Regions from separate parts of the Sus scrofa genome. Here all the other regions are linked to region 3. Evidence: chromatin contacts called from public HiChIP or PLAC-seq data. All regions are on one chromosome and are shown on one strand. Each heading gives the region's core, a stretch centred on a gene start, on an enhancer-like site or on the middle of the called end of the contact. The rest is flanking DNA. Distances are from core to core; before and after follow the strand shown. Region 1 overlaps LOC106506763 (a long non-coding RNA gene). Region 2 overlaps SLC13A4 (solute carrier family 13 member 4). Region 3 overlaps MTPN (myotrophin).

What was found. HiChIP or PLAC-seq counts read pairs in DNA pulled down with a chosen protein or histone mark.
Region 1: a contact with region 3 is called in an H3K27ac HiChIP or PLAC-seq map of alveolar macrophages. The contact joins two enhancer-like sites. A contact is called at or near these places in 5 of 47 Hi-C or Micro-C datasets (adipocytes, heart right ventricle, liver and 1 more) and 1 of 2 datasets of contacts at active chromatin or transcription factors (alveolar macrophages).
Region 2: a contact with region 3 is called in an H3K27ac HiChIP or PLAC-seq map of alveolar macrophages. The contact joins two enhancer-like sites. A contact is called at or near these places in 1 of 47 Hi-C or Micro-C datasets (liver) and 2 of 2 datasets of contacts at active chromatin or transcription factors (alveolar macrophages and skeletal muscle).

Annotation. Positions count from the first base shown.
Region 1 is chr18:13,660,820-13,664,293 of Sscrofa11.1, forward strand. The region is part of intron 1 of LOC106506763 (a long non-coding RNA gene); the gene reads right to left. Among named protein-coding and RNA genes, the nearest start is that of SLC13A4, 69 kb to the left of the region's middle. Within about 2 kb of position 1,827, at least 8 of the 83 cell types and tissues checked have an H3K27ac peak or open chromatin away from gene starts, as enhancers often do. A contact at or near this core is called in alveolar macrophages, where this site is marked.
Region 2 is chr18:13,598,136-13,601,788 of Sscrofa11.1, forward strand. It overlaps SLC13A4 (solute carrier family 13 member 4), which reads left to right. Exons shown (of 16, transcript XM_003134643.4): 2 at 2,417-2,545. It overlaps LOC106506763 (a long non-coding RNA gene), which reads right to left. Exons shown (of 11, transcript XR_001302304.2): 7 at 104-3,653. Among named protein-coding and RNA genes, the nearest start is that of SLC13A4, 6.2 kb to the left of the region's middle. Within about 2 kb of position 1,661, at least 8 of the 83 cell types and tissues checked have an H3K27ac peak or open chromatin away from gene starts, as enhancers often do. A contact at or near this core is called in alveolar macrophages, where this site is marked.
Region 3 is chr18:13,340,716-13,344,195 of Sscrofa11.1, forward strand. The region is part of intron 1 of MTPN (myotrophin); the gene reads left to right. Among named protein-coding and RNA genes, the nearest start is that of MTPN, 12 kb to the left of the region's middle. Within about 2 kb of position 1,981, at least 1 of the 83 cell types and tissues checked has an H3K27ac peak or open chromatin away from gene starts, as enhancers often do. A contact at or near this core is called in alveolar macrophages, where this site is marked.

The sequences.
Region 1 (3,474 bases), core at 577-3,076, 320 kb after region 3:
ATCCTAGTGCAGCGGAAACAAATCCGACTAAGAACCATGAGGTTGCAGGTTCAATCCCTGGCCTCACTCAGTGGGTTAAGGATCCGACGTTGCCATGAGCTGTGGAGTAGGTCACAGACACAGCTCGGATCAGGTGTTGCTCTGGCTGTGGCGTAGGCCGGCGGCTACAGCTCCGATTAGACCCCTAGCAGGGAACCTCCGTATGCCGTGGGTACAGCTCTAAAAAGACTAAATAAATAAATAAATAATATAAAACAGAGGATATATGCTGACAGGCAGTGGGAAAGGAAAATGAGGCCAGATCACCAAAGCTTGAAAATCAAGTAAAAGTGGTTACAATCTGATGTGGAAGGACACAGGGACCACTGACAGTTTCTAAGCGTGAACAAAGCAATTAACCTGAATGATTACTATGGCAGCTGCAAGAGGCAAGAGAAACAAGGGTGTCAAGGAAAACATACTAACTAGAGGCAACAACCTTGCTATTCCACAGCTCATCAGACTACAATGAGCATGCTATGTTTAAAAAAAAATTCAAAAACTAGAATATTCTTACAAGGGTGATAGGCATGAACCTGGAATCATAAAGAATGGGTGGAAGAAGTAGGGATGTGTAGCCTGTAAAAGATAAGAATGGTGGGGATGGCTGACAGGCATATGAAAAAAATGCTCAACGCCATTAATTTTTAGAGAAATGCAAATCAAAACTACAATGAGGTACCACCTCACACCAGTCAGAATGGCCACCATTAAGAAGTCTACAAATAACAAATGCTGGTGAGGGTGTGGGGAAAAGGTACCCTCCTTCACTGCTGGTGGGAATGTAAATTCGTACAACCACAATGGAAAACAGTCTGAAGGCACCTCAGAAAACTAAATATAGAACTCCTGTATGATTCAGCAATCCCAGTGCTGCGTACATATCCAGACAAAACTTTCACTGAAAAAGATACATGCACCCGCATGTTCATCACAGCATTATTCACAACAGCCAAGACATGGAAACAACCTAAATAGCCAATAACAGATGAATGGATTAAGAAGATGTGGTACATGGATACATACAATGGAAAATTACTCAGCCATAAAAAAAGACAAACTAATGCTATCTGCAGCATGGGTGGAACTAGAGATTCTCATACTAAGTCAGAAAGAGAAAGACAAATACCATAGGATATCACTTATTTGTGGAATCTAAAATATGGAAGAGATGATTATATCTAAAAAAACCGAAATAGATCATAGCCAAGGAGAGCAGACTTGGGGTTCCGGGGCGGGGGGGGAGTAGGATGGATGGGCATTTGGGGGGTTTTTTTGGATACAAACTGGTATATTTGGAATGGATGGGCAATGGGGCTCTATTGTGCACAGCACAGGGAAACGTGTGTGATTGGGTCACTTCGCTGTAAACAGAACTTGAAGAAACACTGTAAATCAACTATATCTTAATAATAATAATAAAGAAATGAGGCAAAGACCAGTTAAGTAACTTGCCCAAAAATACACAGCAGGTAAATATATGTGCCAGACACATAGCAGGTAAATGATGTGGCGCATGAAGGAGAGAAATAAATCAAAGATTATGTCAACATTTCAAATTTGAGAAAGCCAGGGCCGAGAAAGAAAGAAGCTAGGTGTATGGTGCAGGGTAGAGAAAGAAGAGGTAATGGGTCCCTCCGTGTTGGGTCTAAGACAGACAGAAGACAGGAGACGTTCGGTAGGCAGCTGATGACAGAGAACTGCAAGCAGAGAAAGGACTCACTGCAGTTTTGAAAGCTGTCAGCAAAGAGGTGAAGGTGGCAGCATGCCAGGGAACACACCCCCTAAGGGAGCTAGAGAGAAGAGCAGAGAGTCAAGGACTGAGTCTTGAGAAACACCCAGAAACCAAATGAAGGGATATGCAGCCCGTACAAACTGGAGTGATGAGATAGGGCCACTTCCCAACTGGTGCACCAAGATACTGCTCCCCTGAGCTTTGGAGCAGCCAGCACCTAGGGCTGGGCACTTGCACTCTACACAGGTTCTTCCATAAAAATAAGTCTACATGTGTTATAATATGAAAGAATGTTGGAAAGTACTTAGATGCAGGATCCAAGAGCCAAGGGAGAAGGGACTAAAGAGGAGGTGATTAAGAGGACCAAGCGCTGCTACGCTGAGAGGTAAGAAAAGCAATGCCATTAGCTCAGGAACAGTACAACAAACAGTTACACAAGCCCCAAGCAGTGCCCATCATAGCTGGTTTCCCTTTAAAAGCTGCACATGTGTCCTTACAACATCTGTGGCTAAACCATGCTGCAACTAAGGAAGTCACTGCAATAAAAGGAAAGGGGAAAGAGGCATTAGGACCACAGGAATAAGTTTCGATATAGGGATAATGGGCAAGTATTTTAATCCAAGGAGAGATGAACAATGAAGAGAATATATAAGCAGCACTACCAGGTGCAGTGTTTTCAAAGAGTGTTCCAAGAAATGACAACTGTAGGAAACACCCTGGAGGGTTCCCAACGGGTGGTGACAGTGCACCCTCCGAGACATGTAACTTGTGACTATCCCATTACGTTCCTTCTGAGGAAAACTAGTCCCATTCCTAAGAAGAAACTAAATCAGAGTTCAACTAATTATCTTGCAAAAGAGAAAGTGAAAAATACCTAAAAACTTATTGTCACTGTTTTAAGTTCTTTAATGTATTATCTCATTTTTAATCCTCACAATAAAACCATGAAGTAGGCTCCCATTTTCGGATGTGGAAACTGAAGCACAGAGAATTTAAATAACTTGCCCAAGTTCCCACTGCTTAAAAATGATGGTTCAGGACTTTCCGTCAGTGGATCAGTGGTTAATGAACCCAACTAGTATCCATGAGGACGAGGGTTCAATCCCTGGCCTTGCTCAGTGGGTTAAGGATCCGGTGTTTCCGTGAGCTGTGGAGTAGGTCACAGACTGGCTCGGATCCGCACTGCTGTGGCTATGGTGTAGACTGGAAGCTACAGCTCCAATTCGACCCCTAGCCTGGGAACCTCCATGTACCGCAGCCCTAAAAAGACCCAAAACAAAAAAAGATGGTTCAAACCCAGGAGTCTGATTTTTGAGTCTGATCTCATGGCAGCATGGGATCCTTAACCCACTGAGTGAGGCCAGAGATCGAAGCCACAACCTCATGGTTCCTAGTCAGATTCACCACTGAGTCTGATCTCTTAAGCATTAGGACATGATGTCGGGGCACAGGTTAAAAGCTAGATCTATGGCTGAAAGCAAACAGAAAGACTTGCCCAAGTTCACTGAGCTACTGAATCATCTGACAGAGGTAGAATCCAGGCACAGATGCTATCACTTCTTTCAACGAATAGCAGTGAGGAGGTGGGAGAACTTCTGTGTTACTTAAGAGCTAGGAATTTAATGAATAACTCTGATTAAAGCTTCAGCAACTCTCCTTAGATGCTAAGAATTCTGAATTCGCAAATCAATGACATCCAT
Region 2 (3,653 bases), core at 411-2,910, 260 kb after region 3:
GACTGAGCTCTCTGCCAGACCCCAGCCAGACGCGGGGGGGACAGCATCCCTGCAATCAAACTTCACAGAATATCCTGAGTTATGTGAATATAAGCTTACCTACCGAATTTTGAGAAGGTTGAAAAGGAGCAAAAGGGAGTTCCCATTGTAGTGCAGTGGAAATGGATCCAACTAGTATCCATGAGGATGCGAGTTTGATCCCTGGCCTTGCTCAGTGGGTTAAGGATCCAGCGTTGCCATGAGCTGTGGTGTAGGTCGTAGACGCATCCCTCAGGTATGGCCCTAGAAAAAACAAAACAAAACAAAGTTTACCCTGACTTAACCCAAATTCTCCTAATTCAAACCAAAATGGTGCACAGTAGCAGGAAATCGTTCCCTTTCTCTCCCTCTCCCTCTCTCCCTCTCCCTCTCCCTCTCTCTTGCCCCACTCCCCTCCCTCCACTCCTGGACCTGTGATGCCCAAGCCAAGAAAGGCTGAAGGCTCTCAGGAAGGCACAGGACTTCTCAATGAGGGAAAGACATTCTATCTCATTTTGTTCAACTGGAATCAAGACTCCCACCCCCCACCCCTGTTCTGTCTCTTTCCCAGGAAGGAGATGGGGAAAAGTGAGCTCAAGTGGGCTAAGTGCTTAGGGCTTCTTTAGGTATTTTTATTTCTGCGATAAAGGGAACATTTCTCTAAATTGCATTCTTTTCCAAATGGAGGCTTTTTATTTCCCCCACACACACCCCCCACTATTGCTTCTGTTGTCTTATCAGCACTTCCAAAAGTTTTAACTTCTCTCTGATCTTTTGGCCCCAGAGGAAATCTCAGTGGGAGCCACAGTCAACAATTGTTGGGCCCAGTTCCCATTTCTCAACCCCCAACCCCATAATCCATGCATATCAGGAGGGAGCAAGGTCCCATCCTGCCAGGCTGGGTTAATCCCTCCTGACGCCCCTCACTGATCTCGGTGACCTTTTGAAACTTTTGTCTAAGAGTCTGAGGACGCGTGTTCCGAACCCAAGGGAGAGATAAACAGAACTAGATCTGTCAGGTTCCTTGATCACCAGCCAGCCTCCAGGCAGGTCAGACCTGAGCCCAGATGGTTTAGAAGTAGGTATAAAGGGAGGAATCCACAGGCAGCTTGGATCTTCTGCACAGCGGCCCTCCAGAATCCAGTGTTCAAGCCCTTTGGACAGTGACCTCTCCCGAGAGTAAGCCAGTGACCCTTCTCATCAGTGCTAATCAGCACCATTCCAGATGCTGATTAACGGTTAACCAGCATTACTGGGGGATAAGGTTAAGGACTGATTTTTTTTAAAAGAATGTTGTACTTATTTATTGTGTGCACCCCAATGTTACACAACCAGCAAAGGGAAGACTCTGGGGAAGGTCCAGGACTTCCCTTCCAGGTGGATGGTGCTCTTTACTCCCTTTGTCAGAAAGATGTTCCCATGTGCATCGAGCACGTGGGGTGAAGTCCTAGACACTGGTTAGGGCGCTGGTTTTCAACCACCGATAATCCCTCCCCTCCCCACCCCCGGACATTTAGCAAAGTCTAGAAACAGTGTTAGTTGTCACAATTGGGGAGGTACTACTGACATCTAGTGGGTAGAAGCCAGGGGTGCTGCTAAACATTTCATAATGCACAGCACAGCACACACACACACACACACACAGAGAATGATCCAGCCCCAAATGAGCCAATTTCAGAACCCATATGTCAACCAATTACACAATTTTTTTTTTTTTTTGTATTTTCAGGGCCACACCCACAGCATAGGGAGGTTCCCAGGCTAGGGGTCGAATCAGAGCTGCAGCTGCTGGCCTACACCATAGCCACAGCAGTGCCGGATCCAAGCCACATCTGCATTCTACACCACAGCTCATGAGAACACCAGATCCTTAATCCACTGAGCGAGGCCAGGGATCGAACCCACATCCTCATGGATACTAGTCGGGTTCATTAATGGCTGAGCCATGACAGGAGCTGCCAATTACACAATTTAATCCCTACCTTTAGCTATCCTAAGAACCTAGTGTCTAATCAACTTGAAACCAAAATATTCTATTTCGACCAAGTCAAAGCTGTGATCATCGCCTGTATAGTACATGATCTTGGGTCTGGACATTGCAATTAATTTCAGTCCCTGCCCTGCTCAGTTTCAGGAACCAGTGGGGCAATGATAGCGTAACAGTCCTGTGGCCACCCTGTTGCAAACCAATGCAAACCACGTGCCAGGCATCAATCCACCCAAGGAGCTGCCATAACTTCACCCACCAAACTCCTCTGCCTAATACAGCTTTGCACCTTCCAGGACTGTGACCCAGTGCCCATGTCTGAGTCCAGGTACCTCTGCCCTGGGTCTCCTTTGGATTCTCAGGGGCAGTGGCTGTTCCTGTGACTAACTGCCCACTTTCTTCCCCTTCCAGGAGGCTGCGTGTGCTTATGTGTTGATCGTGACTGCTGTGTACTGGGTGTCCGAGGCGGTGCCTCTTGGAGCTGCAGCCCTGGTGCCTGCCTTCCTCTACCCGTTCTTCGGAGTCCTCCGATCCAACGAGGTTAGACCACTCGTGGCCAGCCCCCTGCTCGGTCCCTGCTGGGCCGGTGAAGGGAGATTTCACAAAGCACTGGAGGAGGGGCTTCTCTCACCCTCCGAACCACTCCTTAACATTAAGCCTTGGTGCCTGCTCTGCTGGATCCTGAGCTCCTTTCCATCCATCCATGACTCTCCTCTCCCTCAAACTGCCTCTTTCATGAAGCCTTTTAATTAACCACATCCAATTGTTCCTTCAGCCTGAAACCCTTTAGCAACCGTATGACGGGGCACAGTCAGCAAGACTGCTGTTAATCGTTCTCAGTCTTCTGATTGTCCACTTAGACAATAAGCACAAAAGGGCAGGAATCAGGCCTCCTGGGTCTTTGGAATCTCATGGTAAACGTTGAGCCCATGTTGAGTAGGTGCTCGATAAATGCTTGTGGCCAGAGAGACAGACCGTGTTTCCCCAAGTCCTGACAAGGTCTTCGTTGACTTTGTCTAAAAAACATTTCTGTCCCTTCTTCTCCCATTCGAGATGATCTCTCCTTGACTGCTGCCTGCCTAGAGTCTGCCCTCTGCTCACGCTTTCTCTCTATGGCATGCTTACAGCTCTAACAGATACTGGCAACATGAAGTCCAGGGTCGTGTCAAATTTCAGGGCAAACACTTAAGCCAACCACAGATAGAAAAGAAGAACATCACAGCCAGAAACCAGGAGCAAGAGGAAGAACGGTCCTCATTCATTAACACCTAGTTCCTCTGGACGCTCTCCTTATAGCACCTGGTCTCTGCTTAGGGTTTCTGAAGAAGACAGAATGGGAGAGGTTAGCCAAGGACAGAGGCACAGAAGAAAGAGGAAAGGGAACCAATGTTTGAGAGCCTACTAAGAACCAGAAGAGCTGTATCTGCTATTACTCCCAAGATCGCTACAAAATAGATATTAATATGTCCATTCCACAGATGGGGTGAGAGGTTCAGAGTTAAGAAACTTATCCAAGATCACGAAGTAGGAAATAGGAGAACTGGACTCAAACTCATAGCTGTCAAGGTCTGTGTACTTGCTTACTGCACCCTAAGAAAAACACTCCAAGTATTATGTAGCTTCATGGCAGGTTAATGGTAAGAATGGG
Region 3 (3,480 bases), core at 731-3,230:
TACAGTGTTTTCTAATGAATTACTTTGTACTAGTTCTTACCTTTATTGGAGTATTCTTTTTTGCCCCACCCCATCCGATTGGTAAATTTCTGCTTATTTTTAAAGTTTTTGTTCAGCAAAGCATTTTCCCTGACTGTGCAGAGTTAATACCTTGTTTATGCCAACGTGGTCTCTAATACAGAGCTTTCTTATTGTATCTGCATGAAGTTTCCTAAACCTGAGAGCTATGTGCTCCTGATTTGACCGGCAAGTCCTTAGACTTGAATTTGAAAAACTGAGTGGCTTAAGAAGCTCAAGTCTTATTCTGTGCAATATGTCTTTAAATTTTAAATGTTAAAGAAAAGTTTTACCTTAATGACTGGTTAAAAAAAGAAAGGTGAATGTATGGGAGTGTATCATTTGTTACTATTTAGGTACTTGAATAGTGCCTCTAAAATTGAGAACTGAGTCTGCCCTCTGAAAATATTTCTGCAGATTTTGATTTAAGACACAGTGTTTGTAGATGGGGCATTTGCTTTCTTGGAGGTGGGACTTCCCAGCCTTTGAAGCCCCTACCTGTGTTTGAGGAATTCTCTGCTGTATGTAGTATGATTCTTGGTGAAATGCAGGGCTTGACTCCCACTACACAAAAGCCAAAAAGCACAAATAAATTGCTTTCCCCTGACCAAACTTAGGAAATGGGCTCATACTCCAAACATGGCTAATTGGATGCTTTTATCTGGAGCTGAAACTCAGAACAGTAAATGATGTAGTGCAGCAATAAATCATCCAGTTTCCAAAAAGAGAATTAGTGGTGTGCCCATGGTGGCATCTCTTCTATGCCCAGGTGGTTCATGTCACAGGTTTTGATTTTATTTCTTGCCTTTAAGCCTCCTTGGTTCCTGCCCATCTACTGAGTGTTGTTCTTCAAACTTAATAGCAATTCTGAGAGCTACTTTTAATAACTGTTTAGTGCATTACATTTCTGTTGATCAGTTTGAATTGGTTTCTGTTGCTTGCAGTTAAGAACCCCCATATTAATTTATACCTGCCTGTCTCCCTTGGACTATGAATTTTTTGAGATTAGAAATTACCTTCGTATTCCCAGTGTTTATCACATTGTCTCTTATAGTTCAATTTGAATTGAGTTGGTATCTAGGAACTAGCCCTTTTTTTGTTATTTTCAAAGTTGTTTTATCATGTACATCTTTGAAACAGATGTTCTTAGTATAAATGATGTTCCTTCATTTCCTCACTTAAAAATGGCTCACAGTTTTCAAACTCTTTGTTTTAAAATCAGTGAATTGTCCTTTTTCACACTACTGCAGTAGTTGTGATACAGTAATAGTGACAGCAATTGTATAAATATAAAACCAACTTAAACTTGTAACCTCTCAGAGCCATCATTTTAGAATTTTAATTAAGAATTTTTAAGATCTGGCGTTGCTGTGAGCTGTGGTGTAGGTTGCAGACGTGGCTCAGATCCCATGTTGCTGTGGCTCTGGCGTAGGCCGGACGCTACAGCTCCGATTCGACCCCTAGCCTGGGAACCTCCATGTGCCGCAGGAGCGGCCCAAGAAATAACAAAAAGACAAAAAAAAAAAAAGAATTTTTAAATTCTTAATTTCATTGCAGTATTATTTACAGTAGCCAAGATATGGAAGCAACTTAAGTGTCCATGAATAGGTGAAAGGATAAAGAAGATGTGGTATGTTTATACACAGTGGAATATTACTTAGCCATAAAAGAGAATGAAATCGTGCCATTTGCTACGTGGGAGGGTATGCTAATAAGTAAAATAAGTCAGAGAAAGACAAATACTGTATGATTCCACCTATATGTGGAATCTGAAAGACCAAAATAATTGAACAAACGAAACCGATACAGATGTATAGATACTGAGAACAAACAGGTGGTTGCCAAAGGGAAGGATGATGGGAGGGATGAGTGAAGTAAGAGACTAAGAGTTACAAACTTCCAGTTACAAAATAAATGAGTCACAGGAATGAAATGTACAGTGTGGGGAGTATCATCAGTAATATTGTAATAACTTTGTATGGTGACAGTTGGTAACTAGATTTATTGTGATCATTTTGAAATCTATAGAAATGTCAAATCACTGTGTTATCCATCTGGAACTAACATAGTGGTGTAGGTCATTTTACTTCAGTTAAAAAAATAGGATTGCATATATGAAAAGTGCTTTGAACACAGGCATGTAAAAATATTATTATACACTGAGGAAAACAGTAAAATCTAAATAAGTCTTAATATTCCCTTTACTTGGATATTTAAATGTGTATTAATAATTGCCTTAAAATGACATTTAATCTTAATATAACTTAAATTGTTTAAAAAAAATTTTTTAGACCGCACAGTCTCAGTAAAAGTCTCATTTCCTTGTGAAAAGTAAGAATCATCATTGTTCTTTCATTGGTATTAGTGGATTATTAAAACCTATACTTAATGTTGCATTACTTGTGACAATAAAAACATGTGGACCATTGAACAAATAAAACTGAAAGTTTTCTAGCCTCAAACTAAGTCCCTAGAAAAAAGCCTTATTGTTATTTTAAAGCCCTCTGAAGAAGAAGGATTATACTTTTGTTCTGGTACACCCGAGTTTGACTCCCATTCCTGCCACTTAATAACTTTGACCAAGCTATTTGATTTTATCAGACCACAGCTTTCTCACCTGAAAATAGGGATTATAATAATACCCATATGTTTTAATCCAGAAATTTTATCCAGAAATTTTACCCAGGTTTTAAAAGAGTTAATGTAAAATTTAACAAAGCGCTGTCTAACATGGTCCTATAGAGTAAATATTTGCTATTAGTGTTATTTTTATATAGATCCTTTCATAAGAGGAGGCTTAGGACATCAAGGCGCCCCTATCACTTAGGCTTTATAAGCTATACAGTCTCTCTAACAACTGTTCATCTCTGCTATTGTTCAAAAGCAGCCATAGATGATAGATAAACAATTGAGCACATCACTGTTCCAATAAAACTTTAATTACCAAAATAGGCAGCAGGCTGGGTTTGGCCCATGGGTCATAGTTTGCTCACTCCAGCATAACACTGAAGTTAGAAAACTAGGTTGTCTTAAGAAGTTAAATTTCATTTCTTTCCCTTCAAGTGTTTGAGATCTAATACAATTAAAATACATGACTAAATATAAAATGTAGTGTGGGGATCAGCAGTTCCAAAAATATGATCTTTTTGGTTAAAAGATATTGAACTCTAAGGAAAAAATAAGGCATGGAAAGCCATGGGTAGATAGGGGAAGAGGAGGAGAGGATGAATGAAATTCCCTAGAAGAAAAAGTATAGCATCTCAACAGTAAATTGGAACCTTTAGGCAAGAGGCCTAGAATTATTCTGCAAACTAGGAATCCGTTACTTGTAAACATGCAGACAGGAACTAATTTAGATTCTTAAACTGAAAGAGAATTTTACAAAATGTTTAGGTGTTAAAGGTCATCCTCACCAGAAGCGTG